Regions from separate parts of the Ovis aries genome. Here region 1 is linked to region 2. The links are chromatin contacts, called in public Hi-C maps. All regions are on one chromosome and are shown on one strand. The core of a region is the stretch at or near the end of the contact, and the rest is flanking DNA. Distances in the headings are between cores, read along the strand shown.

Region 1 (2,780 bases), core at 116-2,615, 160 kb before region 2:
TGCTAGAAGTTAACTCACTGACTATTTCATCATCTTTGTTGGGGTCAACTTCAGGGCATATTTCAATACTAAAAGCCACTTGGTGGATATATGCTGCCTCTTTAAGATTCCCCCATAGCCTCTAGATTATTTTTCCCTTCTCTCTTTTGTTTTCTTCAATTCTGCCTTAATTTTTCTTTGAACTTTGAAACTCTGATATATGACATCATAAATTGTTTTTGGATACATATTCCCTCAAAGACCTAGGAACAATAAAATTGTATCTCCTCAGAAATTAGACAGCTCTGTAAAATGAGCTTATACCATTCCCTATTCTGTTCTGTTTCACATATATTGTTTCCAAAGAGTTATAGAATTACATTTCTAAGATATAACATTGTGCCCTCTTTTAGTGATCTTTTTAGTTAAGCTTCTAAAAGAAAGGCAAAATAGATTCAATAGAAAATTCCCTACATTTCAACCATTTTTAGAGATTTTCCCTGTAATAAATACATGGAAAACAATCTTTGATTATTCACTGGATCATACTGTAGTATAGTGTAGAGGGAAAAATACAGCCTTGGAATGAGATCTGAGTTTCAGACTCAGCTCTACTGATTTTTTTTTTTTTTTTTTTTTTTACCTTTTAGTCTTCTGAATTGATTGCGTTATTTTCAAAAGTTTTAATAGTTGACTTACAATGTTGTATTTTTACTGAATGTTTTTAATGACTCTATACCATATCATTCACCTTCTATAAGCCTCCATTTATTTTTCTGCAAAGCATAAAAGTGCCTGCCTTAGAGGTTTCAATCATGGATAAATGACATTAATCAAATGTGCTATATAACTGTTCATCATATTAATAATTAAAATTCCCCAATTATTTTGATTCTAGCTTGATTTGTTATCACTAAAAAATACTATTCCCATTGTGCTTAACAGATTCTAATGAAAGTTCACATAGCAAAGAGCAAGAAAAACTTGCCATGATAAACAAGTTGTAAAAAATAAACTTGGTTTTAATTAAACTGCTTATTGACCCTTCTAAATTCTAGAATGGAGGCCACCATTTTAAAAGGTCACTTATGACATTGCCAGCATGAGGGTTATAAAATGCTTTCTTAGCCCATCTCCAATGACTTCCATGACAAATTTAGTTGGGAAGACCCATTGTAAGCTAGATATATGTATATATAAATTGACCATTATTGTAGCAAGATGGCAGCCTCCACCTTGAAGCTAAGAAATGCCATTGGGATGGAGTAAGATGCTACTTTAAACTATCATGAGTAATTTTCATAGTTTGTTGTGGCAAGGGAACAGAGGCAGTTAAGTACGTATTACAATGTCAGCAGACATACTACTGAGATGAATCTATTTTGACCTTTGTTCACATTCCATCTGGTCTAGTGACTAGGGTGAGTTCACAGGTTCACGATGAGTCAGGCTTCATTTATATCCTCAGAAACATTTGCAGTTTTGAATATTTGACAGCAACACACCCCAATGTGAAAATCCTGAGGGAGTGAGGGATTTGTTAAAGATGTTGCCCTGACTTAGGTAATATGATGCAGATAATATGAGTTCCTGCACTGAAAAACCTCACTGTCCTAAGACAGCCCCAAAACCAACCACCTCATCATAGAATTGACCCCTGGCCAAACTGTAATACATTCCCAATAAAAGTGAAATCAATTAAAATAAATATCAAAAGGAACCTGGTAAAGGTGATAAACCACAAAAATCTCCCCTCTGAATATGAAAAGGGAGAAGAGCAGGATTATTCCCTTGCCTTACGGATGAAGCGGGGATCCAAGGAGAGCACATCTGGTAGGGAAGGAACCACGTTTCCAGGCTGACATCTACATGTAAAACTCTGACATTAGGATCAGATGGCAAAAGCACTCTTCTACTGCTTCCATAGTCATATGTGCAAACTAAGTTGCTTCGGTCATGTCCAACTCTTTGTGACCCCATGGACTGTAGCCTGCCAGGCTCCTCTGTCCATTGGATTCTCCAGGCAAGGATCCTGGAGTGGGTGGCCATGCCCTCCTCCAGGGAATCTTCCCAACCCAGGGATCAAACCAGGGTCTCATATGTCTCCTGCATTGACAGGCAGGTTCTTTACCACTAGCGCCACCTGGGAAGCCCTCTTTTAGTCATAAAAATCATCTAAAGTAAAAAAGAGAATTTGCCCCTAAAATCAAGGAGTCCTTACTGAACCATCAACCCTCACTAGGTTCTCCATCTCAGTTTCCTTAGTGAATTCCCCTTATCATTTTTTTTTAATTCAAAGCAGTGAATAGATTTCTTCACAATCTACACTTAACTCAATTAGATGTTTTATCCAGTTCCAGAGTTCTAATTATTATCTATTTACAGGGGGTAAAAATTGCAAAATTTTATTTTTGGCCCAGTGCTCTGGACTTAACTACAAACCTATCTGCTTGATGTCTTAATTTCTCTACTTTGATGTCCCATAGGCATCTCAGCTTTATCATAGTCAAGACTGATTGTTTGATTTTCCCTTCCACCTGTCCTGCAGTCTTATTTCAGTGGCAGGTATCTTTATCTTGCCACATACTCACACTAAAAATCCTTGCAATCATGTTTTATCTCCCTCTTTTTATCAGTAAAAGTGTTTAGCACTTCAGCAAAAGTGTTAGCACTTCCTCTGCATTCTGTCCAACCACCTCTCCAGCTTTCACAGCCACCACCTTGGTTCAGGCCATCAACACCTCTTGCTTGAACAGATGCACCAGCCTCCTGACCTACTCGCCAGTCCCTAACCTGCTTCC
Region 2 (2,700 bases), core at 72-2,571:
TAGTTAGGTTTCTCCTTATCTCATTTATACCCACCTTATTTAGATGAGGAAATAAACATGAAAAGTTTTAAATGTTAAAAGTGTTAAGTACATATTAACTATGATGATGATGTTCTTGCAATGGTGCGGTATTAGACCAATCACAGGATTCAGAAGATTTGTTGCAGTTCAAACCTTCTCACTCACCCCCGGACAATGTAGCCACTCTTTGACTCAAGTTTTTCATTCTGTAAAACAAGGATAAAAAAATTTTCTATATATTCTCATTCAGTTATTTGTGTACTAAATTCAGGATATATTGCCAGTTCTCAGAAAAGGTGAGGTTCCTTTTGTCAACACTGTCCCAATAAGGACCTTATTTGATAAATGTGATCATTCACTCTCCAGGAACCTTGTTCCCCAGAAAGATCCCCCACAAAGGGCTGAGATCAGATACATGAAAAGGAATTTCCCAGAACTCAGCTCTTTCTCCACAGACTTCTAACTTAGTTGTGTTTTCTATCCCAGACATATTTAATAAAAGCAGCTCAAGGGAATTAAATGATATCTCTCTCTGGCCTGGTCTGAGACATGAAGCCATCTGGAGAACATAACTTCCAACACTCATTTCTGGTTGCATCATATCTAACCACAAAACCCCATCCAAGCTCGAAGTTTCTCCACCACTTTCCTTCCTCCATGGACTTAAATCCATGGCCCTGGGGTGACTATTTAAAGCTACAAATGGCAACTCATTCTCCCCTTAGTTTCCTCTGGGCTGTTTCCCTAATTAGGAAACAGAAATATGGAGAAGGTAACTTAAGAATAAAACCAGACCCTTCAAAGTAAGCCATTTCTGCATTGTTCTAGAATGTATGGCTCATGCTTCACTGGGAGCAGATTACTCTTCTTAACTGGGTTTATTTAGTCAACTATTGAAATTAATTTCCATTCCCTGAGCATATTTAATCTGATAACAAGAGAAGGCAGCCTGAGATTAAATTCTCACTATGAAAAGCTACAGAAAAAAAGAGATTGGGGCTAATCAAGAACAACACATCTTTGATATAGACCTGAATATTTCTAAGCTCTAGCTCACAAATAGCACTCAGTGACCTACTGAACAAGCAAGAGTCTATTCAAGCCCGCCTTCCTGCTTGCACATTTGGTCTTAAATCTTATCCTGGTACCATTCCCAAACTTTCCATCCCCATGGGACTAAAGTTACCCCAGAAATCCTTCCACAAGAGATGCAATCATTGCACTGTTCTCTGCCACCTTGGCCGAAGCTGAGGAGAGCTGGCCTCTTCAAATGCCTCTATGTAGTTTCTTGTTACTAAGACACATTTTCCAGCCTAGAGAGTGACTGAGTATCCTGCAATCCTGAGGTTTGGCTCTGTTTGGTGGGTTGATGGTTGATTCTGCCTGTGACCAAAAAAAAAAAAAAAACAGCTGAGTATAGCAGGGTGGTGAATGTTCTGAATCAACATAAGGCAACCAGATGCTTCAAAAGAGGCAGTTATGAAATATATTCAATAAATATCCACATCCAAGTGTGGGCTCTTTCTTTAGTTGTGACAGAGGGAAGACAAACAAATCAACAGCACACACAATTAGCCCTCCATCCATGGAATAGAATTTCTCAGAATTTCCACTTGTGACCTGCTCAAAGACAGCCAAATCAATCTAGGTGCTTATAAGAATACTGCCTGAGATATAAACAAGGTGCTTCTTGGATTGCCTTTGCCCATTGTCCCAATCATATTCTCAGACTCTGAATTTGATAAGCTTTCTTTGCCCTTGTAGTTAACAAAGGGCCAGATCTGCAGTCAGTTGATTGTAACTAATTGATCAGAATATCACCAAGGATGTTTTCCAGAGAAGGAGGAAAGACACAGCCCTGACTGTACCAATAATTGTCAAGGGATTTCCCATAAACATATAACACATGGAAGAGACAGAACCAAAATGATAAACTCAACAGTCTAATTATCGCTAGGCAATTTAATTCAATGCAACCCAAGTGATATTATCTGGGGATTAAAAGTTGGGAACAAAAATATTAGGAAGACAGTACAGACAGTGGTTAAGACATGGGCTGTGGTGGTCAGAACTGGATTCAAATTACAGCTCTGCTGTTTATCAACAATGTGGCTCTGAATAAGTAATTTAACCTGTAAGCCTCAGTTTCCCCCTTTTATGTTCTTAGTGGAGTGTAACACATAATAAGAACTCAATAAAAGTGAGCAATAATACTTTTCAAATACCAGAATGTTGCGGAACTCTTTCAGTCTCAGTTTCAACTGAGACCTCTAAAGTGGTGCCAATTATCCCAAATTTCAAAGTGAGATAACAACCTGAGCAGGATTTACAAAAGAGGTGTCCTCAAACTGTTCTGTGACACTTGTCCCCTTACCTGCTCATGGGTATATAAAGAAATCATTTGAGAAGGCTGGAAGAATTGAAGATTGGAGCGAGGAATTTTTTGGAAATTTCTACCCTCACCTCAGTACTAATGAGAGAGGCCTCAAAGAGATCACTTGGTGAGCTTGTTAGAGGTCTCCAGAGACAAAGTAAATGGAAACTGGGCCATGTATGAGAAACAGAAAGGGTCAGAGCTAAAGCAACCTGTAGAAGAGTAGAGAGCTATAGCTGGAAAGCAATTGTATAGCTACAGAAAGAGAATTTCAGACAAGGGCCACATGAGAGTGATGACAGCGG

The links. A called contact is a pair of places that touch in the nucleus more often than the background predicts.
Region 1: a Hi-C map of skin fibroblasts shows a contact between it and region 2, with 1.8 times the contacts expected there. The contact joins two enhancer-like sites. A contact is called at or near these places in 2 of 16 Hi-C or Micro-C datasets (skin fibroblasts and tail adipose tissue).

Annotation. Positions count from the first base shown.
Region 1 is chr2:162,197,081-162,199,860 of ARS-UI_Ramb_v3.0, reverse strand. No RefSeq gene overlaps it. Among named protein-coding and RNA genes, the nearest start is that of ACVR2A, 480 kb to the right of the region's middle. Within about 2 kb of position 1,365, at least 6 of the 54 cell types and tissues checked have an H3K27ac peak or open chromatin away from gene starts, as enhancers often do.
Region 2 is chr2:162,038,047-162,040,746 of ARS-UI_Ramb_v3.0, reverse strand. No RefSeq gene overlaps it. Among named protein-coding and RNA genes, the nearest start is that of ACVR2A, 320 kb to the right of the region's middle. Within about 2 kb of position 1,321, at least 2 of the 54 cell types and tissues checked have an H3K27ac peak or open chromatin away from gene starts, as enhancers often do.